Regions from separate parts of the Callithrix jacchus genome. Here region 2 is linked to region 1. Evidence: chromatin contacts called from public Hi-C data. All regions are on one chromosome and are shown on one strand. The core of a region is the stretch at or near the end of the contact, and the rest is flanking DNA. Distances in the headings are between cores, read along the strand shown.

The links. A called contact is a pair of places that touch in the nucleus more often than the background predicts.
Region 2: a contact with region 1 is called in a Hi-C map of skeletal muscle, with 9 times the contacts expected there. The contact joins two enhancer-like sites. A contact is called at or near these places in 3 of 3 Hi-C or Micro-C datasets (induced pluripotent stem cells and skeletal muscle).

The regions. Positions count from the first base shown.
Region 1 is chr3:108,611,001-108,616,400 of calJac240_pri, forward strand. All of the region lies in intron 2 of FAM13A (family with sequence similarity 13 member A), which reads left to right. Among named protein-coding and RNA genes, the nearest start is that of TIGD2, 96 kb to the left of the region's middle. Within about 2 kb of position 2,686, at least 1 of the 16 cell types and tissues checked has an H3K27ac peak or open chromatin away from gene starts, as enhancers often do. A contact at or near this core is called in skeletal muscle, where this site is marked.
Region 2 is chr3:108,842,984-108,848,383 of calJac240_pri, forward strand. The region is part of intron 6 of FAM13A (family with sequence similarity 13 member A); the gene reads left to right. Among named protein-coding and RNA genes, the nearest start is that of NAP1L5, 130 kb to the right of the region's middle. Within about 2 kb of position 3,363, at least 2 of the 16 cell types and tissues checked have an H3K27ac peak or open chromatin away from gene starts, as enhancers often do. A contact at or near this core is called in skeletal muscle, where this site is marked.

The DNA.
Region 1 (5,400 bases), core at 1,436-3,935:
TGAATTAGGGATTTTTTTCTACCCCTCCTTAGTATACTGTTAGTTAAACTTTAACAGGGTGTATTTGGGTAATGCAAACTAAACATTTTATTAGGTTAAATCGGTCATTCCTAATGAGGGATGTGAAATAGAATCACCGGTGGAATCTTCAAAATGCACATGCATTGCCCACCTCATATCTACTGAATCAGAATCTTGGCTGGGCAAGGTGGGGTAGGCCTGGCACCTGTATTTTGAAAGACTATGTAGGTAATTACTATTAGACAAACACAAGCCCCTTCTTATATTTGAAGTTATCGTGTTAATAAACCAAAGAACCTGTGTAAGTTTGAAGGGTAGTTTGAAGTCTAAGGACATAATACTTCAATTTGTTTTATTTAATTACATTTCAGGTTTTTTTGGGGGGGGTCAACTATTTACTGAATCTGTGATACTGTGATACTGCTTACTATTAAACACTGTGTCAGGCATGGGAATGGGACTATAGGGGTGACCGCTCATATAATGCAATTGAGGGAATGTGTTCTCTTTCCGGGTCCACAAGGGGGCGTAGTTTTAAGGGCAAGAACTTCCCAGTGCCGTGCCCCACTTCCATCTCTCTCCATTTGGGAGATTTAACGGTTTATGTTTAAATTTTGCAGGCAAGGGAAGAAACAGAGTCAGTCACCCCAGTGGAAGTTTAAAGGATCTCCTTTCATTGGCCAAAGGAACTTGGGGAGGTGGGAATTTCTCCCAGGATAAATTCCCCTGCTCCTTCACCCACACCGGATTTCCAGCTTTCTGGAATCCCCTCCCACATGGTGGGAGCTCTCTTTCCCCTCCTGAATTTCTCCTCTGGGGTCCCCTTTCTCCCAGTGTGAAAGCTGCTTTCCTCTCCTGGATTCTGTCTTTCTGGATTCTCTCACTCAGTGTGAGAGGAGCTCTCCTTCTCTGATTTTTCCTCTCTGGGAACACTGAGAAACGTCCTCTCAAGGGAACTGACGGGGAACCCCAACATAACATAATTATAGGTTGGTACTTTATTTATGCTTTATTATTGTTTCTCGTAAATGCAGACAATTTAGCAATTTGGCATGAGGGTAAACTATTGTAAAGGAGTTTTAAGACAGAAAGACCTATATCAAGCCCTTTAAAGAGATTATGGATATTTCCATTAAAAATTGTATACATTACAACTTGTAAAGCATATAGTCTTTAAACTGTTAAAATAACTAATCTTGCTGGCAGTGTTAATGGCTTGCTTCTCTTAGTTTAGCAAGAAGATATTCTGGGTTATGTCGTTTTAACCCATGGTGTAGAGTCTCAAGCCACCACCAGGTGTCAGAATGTGTCTACATATTGTCATACTAACCGTCGGCCAAAGTGTGCTGTTAGGCAAATTGTGATTTCTGGCATATTCTGTTTCTAATGATTATAGTCATACTATTTTGAAAGAAATATTTCAGTTGCACAGAAAAGTATCTTTCAGTGATGTAGACATTAACTTACATAATTTTTTCTTCATTGCTAAACCACTATTAAGTTGCTGTTTTGTGACAATTAGCACATAGCTCCGAAAATCAAATAAAATAGGATCTCTGGAATGTATGAGAGTAACTCTGCTTCATGAGGTCATCCAAATATCTCCTTTTCCTGAATATTTGTTATAGTCATAACTTTCTAAAATTTTGCAGTAGAAAAATTTAAGGTTATATGGTCTGGTAAGTCTCGTGTGTGTTGGATATATTTATAGCCTCATAAGAGGCTCTAAAAAACTACATGGATTCTTCTCTCAGAATGTGATATATTCATGTCCAGGATTGTAAACTTTCCCTAGTTGAACATCACTAATTATCATAAGAGTTAAGGGTCGGAGATATTCCTGAGGGAAAAGAGTTGTTCAGATAAATGGGACAGAGACACGAAAATATTATTGAGGAACATTAAATTCAGTCCTTTCCATTTGTACATTTTGTATCTGCTAGTTTGGTCCAGTAGGATCAGGAGGCTTGAGGACCACAGACAGTTCTTGGAGCTGGGTAGTTTTTTTGAAATTGCTGGAAGTATATTTATTTGGGGGAAGGTTCAGAAATCCTTGTTGGAAAAGTAAGGTCAAAGCTAAAAAAAGCCGTCATGTGAAATCATATCCAAGGGGCATTTGCTAGGCCAAAAACAGAAGGCAAGGTTAAGTTAATCAGCTGGGTAAATATAGGAACAGGAAATAAAACTAAATTTTCAGGATTTCAGCTTTGACCAGGGATGGAATGCCTTTCTGTTGGATGTTAGCTGCTTGATTGTTGGATAAGTTTCTGAAGTTAAAGATAAACTTTTGTGTAGTAGAAGAGACAGAGCTTGAAAGCTTTAAATGACTAAGCTGACATCTCCCAATAGAACCTAATATTCCACAAAATTTAAGGGAAAAGTATATCATATTCATTATCCATTTGCTGCATAACAAATTCCCCCAAAACATAGTAGATTAAACCAATAATATTTATCGTTATCTCACAGTTTCTGTGGGTCAGGAATCCAGACACATCTTAGTTGTGTCCTCCGTCTGACCCAAGGCTTCACTCATATCAGGACTCAAGAGGGGAAAAATTCCCTCCCAAGCTCTTCATGTGGTTGTTGGTAGGATTCTATTACCTGTGAGCTGTTGACCTGAGGGGCTCAGTTATTCCCTGGTCATTGGCCAGAGACCACCTTTAGTTCTTTGCCCATGGTCAGTAGCTAACAAAGTACACAGTTGGCTGCTTCATCAGAGTGAAAGAGAGGAGAGAGGAAAGAGAGCAGGAGCAGGAGCGGGGTGATAGATTGTCAGTCTTTTATAACTTCATCTCAGATGCAACATGACATCACATTTGCTGTATTCTGTTGTTAGAAGCAAGTCACTATGTCCAGCCCACACTCAAGTAGTGGGGATTACAGTGGGTGTGGTACCAAGAGGTGTGGGGATCATAAGAACTATTTTAGAAGCTGTTACACAAACCAGCTGGTATCTCTTCCATTTAGGTGTGCCCTGGTAATAGTCATTGTTAAATACTTTTAATATCATCCCTAGTGTCACAGTTTTTGTCAGAATTGGAGCTAAAATTCATATCAACTTTTGACATTGATTTTCTTCACAGTCAAATAATATGTAAAAGTGGAAGAACATAAACATCTTACCAGACTTCAAAGTCCATGAGGGTAATGATAGTGTTTGAATTTTTTTCTCATGATTGATTTTTTTATTACTAACAATGTCTGGTGCTTATTACATGTTTGTTGAATTAAAGAGCTCATAACGTATTTTATCAGATTATCAAATAAAATGTATTTAGCTTCCTCTTTTGCTTTAAAAAGAGCAATACAATTACCAGGTGAGGGAAAGAAGCAAAGGCTGATATAAATAAGCACCTCCTCTCTAAAAACTTCTCATAGGCTTCAATGCTTATGTCATTGCAAACATTCACCATTAGACTCTCAAGAATGTCAAGTTAAATCCTGGCCTGCTCTTTCTTAGAAAGATTGTTTCTGACACTTTCAAAGTCCTCTGCTGCCTGAAACACCTGCTTACATGCTATGCAGCATACTGAGCTGGAAATCATTATCTTCTGCCTAAACCAGCTACTCTCCTATCCCTGCCCCCTAACTTTATCTTTTACAGTGTTTTTTTCTTTATTCTGACTTTTCAAAACATTAAGATTACCTTTCAACCTTTTCCCTCTCCCTTTTGAACCAAGTTGCCAAATCATCTTTCTTTACTTCTTTTCCCCCATAAACTTAGTTTACTACCTTAACATAAGGCAAGGGTTTCCATAAGGCAAGCCCTCTTCATACTCTGCTTCTTAGCTACCTAGATCTTCCTAAAACCCAATTGTATTTTGTCTTTTTCCTCACTTAATGCTCCAGTGATAAAGCCTTCACTCTTTAACTTGTCGTAGACCCTTTCCTGTTTCTCCATTTTATTACCCCATCATTCTTTGACCAGACACCCCACATTTTCCTTTGCCTACCTACTTTTCTTTATGCTATCCTGTCTCTGCTTCTCAATTCATATTTTTGTTTCTCTTTGTCAGGGGTAGATCAAGGTTTTGTGGGTCTAGATGCTTAATGTTTTTGAGACTTCTTTAAGAAAAAAAAAAAACATGATACTAAGAATACAGGATTAGGGACATAGCTTGTAAAGGGCCCAAGAAAATGAGGGGCCCTGAAGCTCAAGCTTCATTGGATTCACAGCACAACAGCTCCAGCCCCTCTGTATTGCTTTAGCCAGAGGGTAAGCTGACCTCCTCCAGGAGGCTTCTCTGATAACCTCCCCGGACACTGATATCCCCCATCAACTGACTGAAGACAAGGATCTTGTCTTATACCACTTTAGACCTAGAGTCTTATATTTTGAATTTAGTGAGTACTGAAAAACTATCACTTATTTCTTAAACTATTACCCAGGTAATCACAGAGTTTAGAAGTTTCTTAAATACATGTCATTTAAAAAGTATTTGTTCATGAAATGTTAAGCTGCTATTAGTACCCTGAGTAAGTTTTTGTTATGCACTGTATTAAACATAAGACCTGGCACCATAAAAACCCTAGAAGAAAATCTAGGCAAAATCATTCAGGACATAGGAGTAGGCAAGGACTTCATGACCAAAACACCAAAAGTATTGGCAACAAAAGCTAAAATAGACAAATGGGACCTAATCAAACTCCACAGCTTCTGCACGGCAAAAGAAACAGTCACTAGAGTGAATCAGCAACCAACAGAATGGGAAAAAGTTTTTGCAGTTTACCCATCTGACAAAGGGCTGATATCCAGAATTTACAAAGAACTCAAACAGATTTACAAGAAAAAAACAAACAAGCCCATTCAAAAATGGGCAAAGGATATGAACAGACACTTTACAAAAGAAGACATACATGAGGCCAACAAACATATGAAAAAATGCTAATAATCATCGCTGGTCATCAGAGAAATGCAAATCAAAACTACATTGAGATACCATCTCACACCAGTTAGAATGGCGATCATTAAAAAAATATGGAGACAACAGATGCTGTAGAGGATGTGGAGAAATAGGAACACTTTTACACTGCTGGTGGGAGTGTAAATTAGTTCAACCATCATGGAAGACAGTGTGGCGCTTCCTCAAAGACCTAGAAATAGAAATTCCATTTGACCCAGCAATCCCATTATTGGGTATATATCCAAAGGACTATAAATCGTTCTACTATAAGGACACATGCACACGAATGTTCATTGCAGCACTGTTTACAATAGCAAAGACCTGGAACCAACCCAAATGCCCATTGATGATAGACTGGACTGGGAAAATGTGGCACATATACACCATGGAATATTATGCAGCAATCAAAAATGATGAGTTCATGTCATTTGTAGGGACATGGATGAATCTGGAGAACATCATTCTCAGCAAA
Region 2 (5,400 bases), core at 2,113-4,612, 230 kb after region 1:
ACAATTATTTCACTGAATATGTTTCACAATGAAGAATAAGGTTTAAAATATTGTTTATTTGCAAAATGGTTTCTACAGACACTTACAGTGAGATGAAACAGTATACTCATTTTTCCTTCACTGTACTGCCGAGGACACTATAATGGGATCCTGATAAGGGTATCCAAAGAATTCCTATGTTAAAAATGAATAATCCAAGGGAGCAGAAAGGGGTTTACAAATATATACAAAATTTTTCTACATGAACTCAATGAAAATGTCCACATGCTTCAAGCTAGCAAGAGACTAAAACTAACATACACTTTCTGGAGTCTTGATTTGGTTTCCGCCTTTAAAGTTGAAGACTGTTTTTCCCCCTTATAATACATCAGTTCTTAAGGGTTTTAAGCAAATTGCATTCTAGGTAAGAGTATTGGCTACTGGAATATCTGTAATCGCCACTTGATGCTATAATAACTGTTAAGCAGAAAATAGATCTTTGTGCTGCTGAAACATTGTTTAGGCAGTCAAACCAGTTACAGCTAAAATAAAACTATCATTATTTTCTGGGAAATTATTTCATATTTTTAATCATGATTAATGAACTTAGTAGGAATAAATCAAGGAATAATTTGAATTTTCATTCAAGAATGTTGAGTTGCTACTTTTGTTTCTTTGTATTACCTTTCTGAAGACCACTGTTGCATTCATTCAATGCTGCAATGTTTTCGCAGCTCTTAGACTTTAATTTGACTGATTTCCCTGAAATCTTTACTGCCAGCCTGTACATACCTTTGCTTATAAACCTCCTGAAGGTAAGGACCAGGTTTGTGTGGTTCTCTTTGTTAAGAGTGCGTTGCGAATTTAAGCATTTATGTGGAAAACTTCCCCGCCCCTGTGTGTAATTGTTTCTTCAGATTCCAGTTTGATATCTTTGGCTGTTGATTTCTGTGACTCTCATGGTAATGATGACTGTTACTGATTCTCCCCACCATTATGGTCCTGAAGCAGGAAGGCTCCAGAGCCTTAGCAGTATTCTTGGAATGAGTGCTTTGTTCTGTTCTGTTTAAGAGCACCAAGGGATACAAACTACATTGAAAGTGAATGAGTAAAAGAAGAGCTTTAAATAGCAGTTAAAGAAATTCATGCTCACTATTTGTGTTTAGCAGAGAGTTCAGTGCTTCTCATACTTTGAGTGCATGAGAATTATCTAAGGAACTTATTTTTAAAATCAAATTCTTCCCATTGCCCTCCTTCCCTAGACTCACTGCATCCAAATCTGGAAGTAGCAGGGAGAGTATCTGTATTTTAACAAGCTTCCTAAGTCTGATGCAGATGGTCTACCCGTAGAGAAACACTGATCTAAATTCTAGTTAATGATTATAGTGCATATAAAGCTAGTGACAGCTGGCATATATAGGAATCTAGTATTATACTACTCAGCATCTCCAAATAGCATATTTAGTATCTGACCTTATGTGAGGATTTTTTTTCATAAATGATGCTTTCATTTCCTAAATTGTCACTTTCACCTATAAAAAACATACTTAGAGTGTTGTTTAATATTTTCTCTTTGATTGAACACTAACTACTCTGTACTGCCAGTGATCCTAAGGTAATTAAGACATAGCTCTGCTCCAAAGAGATCACATGCCAGTTAGGATGCAAACACATTACCAGACAATTACAGTACCATGTGGTAAATTCAGTAATACACAGTATGATTAGCATAATACTAATAGAGATGTGCCTAGATGGGTAACATTATCCTGTGTTTTATTAAACCTCATGTAAGAGTGTGATCTTATTAGTGGCATGTTTGTACCCTAATGTCTACTCAACTTACAGTTTTCATAAATGCATCTTTAGCCTTTCTTAGCATATTGTGAGAGTGTGTAGAAGATATATTGTTACTGCTAATTTGTAGCCAAGATGAGAATAACAGATAAGGTTAAAAACTAAAAATGAAATAAAATGTGTCTTGCTATCTGTTTATTACTGAATGTTATTGGCAGAGTTTCCAGGATGGAGTTGGCTGTTTAGAAATTCGTGATCTTTAGAAAAAACATGGCAGAGGCTGAACGTTTAAATTTTGACCTTCTGTAAAGTCCTCAGTTCTTAGCGATTCACTACAAATGGCTTAAAAACAGGATCTTATTAACTATCTCTATTGAGATAATTAAACAGTCCCAGTTGTTTTTTAAAATACTAAAATATTTATATACCACTTATAGTTAATAATAAAATTCAACATATTATATCCACTTATATAGATATTCTTGCAATCTGAAAAGGTTCCTTGAGAAAAATAAAATAGTAACAGAAATAAAGGGAGAAACTATATTAAACTAAGAATTGAAATGTAAGTTTTCTCAGGTGACTAAATTAACCTTCTGTCACTAATGAGATAATATGTTATCAGATCTCAGACTTAGTTTGTACCACACACTCTTTGTAGGATTTGTATTTCATTGAGTTTTCTTCCCCTTAGATATTGTGAGTCTATAGGTAAGGATCTCTATTTTATGTATAGAAAGACTCAAGCAGTCTAAGATACAAAATTTTTAACTCAGTCATATCTATGACAAAACTCTCAACTTTCATAGCAGTATTTTGATTTGCTAGACTAACTTTTCAGTAAACTAACTTTATTTATATCCACAAGGGAAAATGATGGCGGATGAAGTTAGGAACCTGTGAGTGCTAATGATTGATGTTGACTCCTTTGATTTCAGTGCATTGGCATCTGCTTTCATGTGTTGGCATCCTGTTCTTTCTTGGGTTTGTCTACCAAAGTGAGAAACTGAAATCAATAATGCCTATGTAATTATTATTTTTTTCATGTAGCAAATAATGACATCCAGTGTATATTATCTAATATTTGTTTTATGATGGTGAAACACATCATAATTCCAAATTGTGTGGCTCTTCTTCCAAAAAGACTTAAGGAAGAGGATTAATAAACATGTATTAGTGGCCCAACATCAAAAAGTTTTACTGAAACTTATCAACAGAATTCATGAGCTCTTCCTAAGCATTGGTCTTTAGAATATCCTTTTGCCAGTGTAAACGTCGATAACATGGGAATGATATGGAAGTTCACCAGGGAAGAACCCAGGTAATCTTGGGCCGGCTTGTGAGTTTCTGTGTGGTGTTAGAGAGCCCTCTGCTGCTTGTGGACATGACACCTTTCAGTTAATTTATCTAGAAGTCTCTGTTTTTCCTAACTTGTTGGCACTCCTGGCACTGCTCCCTGCCTCCACAAACACAGTCTAGGAGGGAGTTAAAAGCTGCCTCACTTCAAATGTGGGTCAATGCCTTTGAGTTGTGTGTCTGAATTTATTCTTCATCACCAAAGTGGCCTATATTTGGTAGTAACAAGACGTCACTGAGAACAAGTAAGATCTCTGTGGGCTCTACTCTCACATGATGGTTCAATTGCCCATGCAGCCTACATATTTGCTGATTACTCCAAATAAAGAACATAACATGAACTAAGGTGAGGATACTTTCAAATTTTAAGATCATCCTGTCTAAATCACTAAAAAAGTGAAGGTGTTAGCTTCCATGTATGGAAATTGCTTTTTAAAATTAAGGTGCCTAAGTAAAGAAGTAAGAATAATGGAGGGGGGAGTTTAAGACATATGTTTTATAATACCTTTAGGGACCAAACTCAGGGAAATATGGTATCTTCTCATCAAATCTAAGAATAAAACTCGGGGAACCTGGGTGCGGTGGCTCACACCTATAATCCTAGTGCTTTGGTAAGCAGAGGCAGGAGGATAGCTGGAAACCAGGAGTTGGAGACCAGCCTGGGCAACACAGTGAGACTCTGTCTCTACAAATTTTTTTTTAAATTAGCTGTGCATGGTGGCATATACCTGTAGTCCTACCTACAAGCTGAGGTGGGAGGATCACTTGAGTCCAGGAGTTTGAGGATGCAGGAAGCTATGAGCATGCCACTGCACTCCAGCCTAGATGACAGAATAAGACCCTGTGGCCCTCCTCCCAAAAAAAGACTTCAGAAGACTTGAACTTACTAGAAATAAACTAAAGAATTGAACTGCTTTACTCAGATCATATTAAATGAATGGAACTGAAAAGCTAAAGAAAAAATTAAGCATTTAGAAAAAAAGATAACCTAGTAGATATCATTATTTTGCAATCAGCAGAATGATTATAAAAAGAAACTGATTTTGCTGTCTGGGTTAAAATAACTCTTGAAACTAAAATTAGAAATTAAATTCTGGCCAGAGTAGACCATTGATACACTGGGTTTTATTTTTATAAGTGACTTTCCTTTATTTTCAACTCCTTGATTTGACAGAAACACAAGAGCCTGCCTGTTTCTCCAATGTCAGCTTTCTGTCAGGTCACTGCTGCATCCCCAGTGCTGAATTCCCTCAATTGCCGCACCTGCCGAGTTATTAATTCTCCCAGGCTTTCAATCTCTCTCTCTCTCCCTCCCTCTCTCCCTCTCTCTCTCTGTCTCTCTCTCTCTCTCTCTCTCTCTCTCTCTCTCTCTCTCTCTCTCTTTCTCTCTCAAAGAGTTCTTCTCCCGTCCATTATCTTTCTCCCCACAATGCCTATATGACCCTCAAAATTCACTCCCTGTGTGACTTATTTAACAGAACCTCACCTAATCTGCCAGACTGCATAGTGCTTCTGAGTGGAAGGGCTGAAGATCTGACTTCACACTTAGATTGGAATCTCAGCCGTGACTGCCTCTATGGCCTTCAGCCTGTTAATTAACCTTTCTAAAACTTGTTATTCTTATCTGAAAAATCTGGTTAGTAATTCCTTCCTCCATGATGTCTTTGAGGATTGAATGAGATAATGCCCATAAACTCTTAGCACAACACCTGGCTTTTTATTGTGAGCTCTCAATCAATGGTAGTTATATATCCCTTTTTTAAAAATACTAATTAATCAAATTTTAAGTTTCCATTTCTCTGCTAGTCTATAAATTCCATGGAAGTTGGGATTGTTTTCTTAGCCTGCTTATCTCTGGCACCTATCATAGATTCTAATAAGAAATGTACGCTCAGAAAATGTTTCCTGTATGAGCACCTGCCTGTGGTTGTGGAAGTACCTAAAACCCAGGTGTACATTGACACCAAACCTTTGTTCACTTTCCCATGGCTGTTCATGGCTGGTCATCATCCTAAAAAGAGCATAAAATCATGATGATGTCACAAACAATCCTGGACCCACTTTTCTGTGCACAGTCCTCCCTGGCAGAGGTGGGAGTGTTTGGGAGAGGATGACGGGGTAATGTGCGCACCATCTGTACATCGTTGTCTCCCTCAAGAATTCCACATTAAGAGTTAACAGTTTGGGAAATTGAATATCTGTTCAATCAAAACTGTATTAACAAACCCTTAATAAATTTGCAATAAGGTACTAATTGAAAGAAATTAG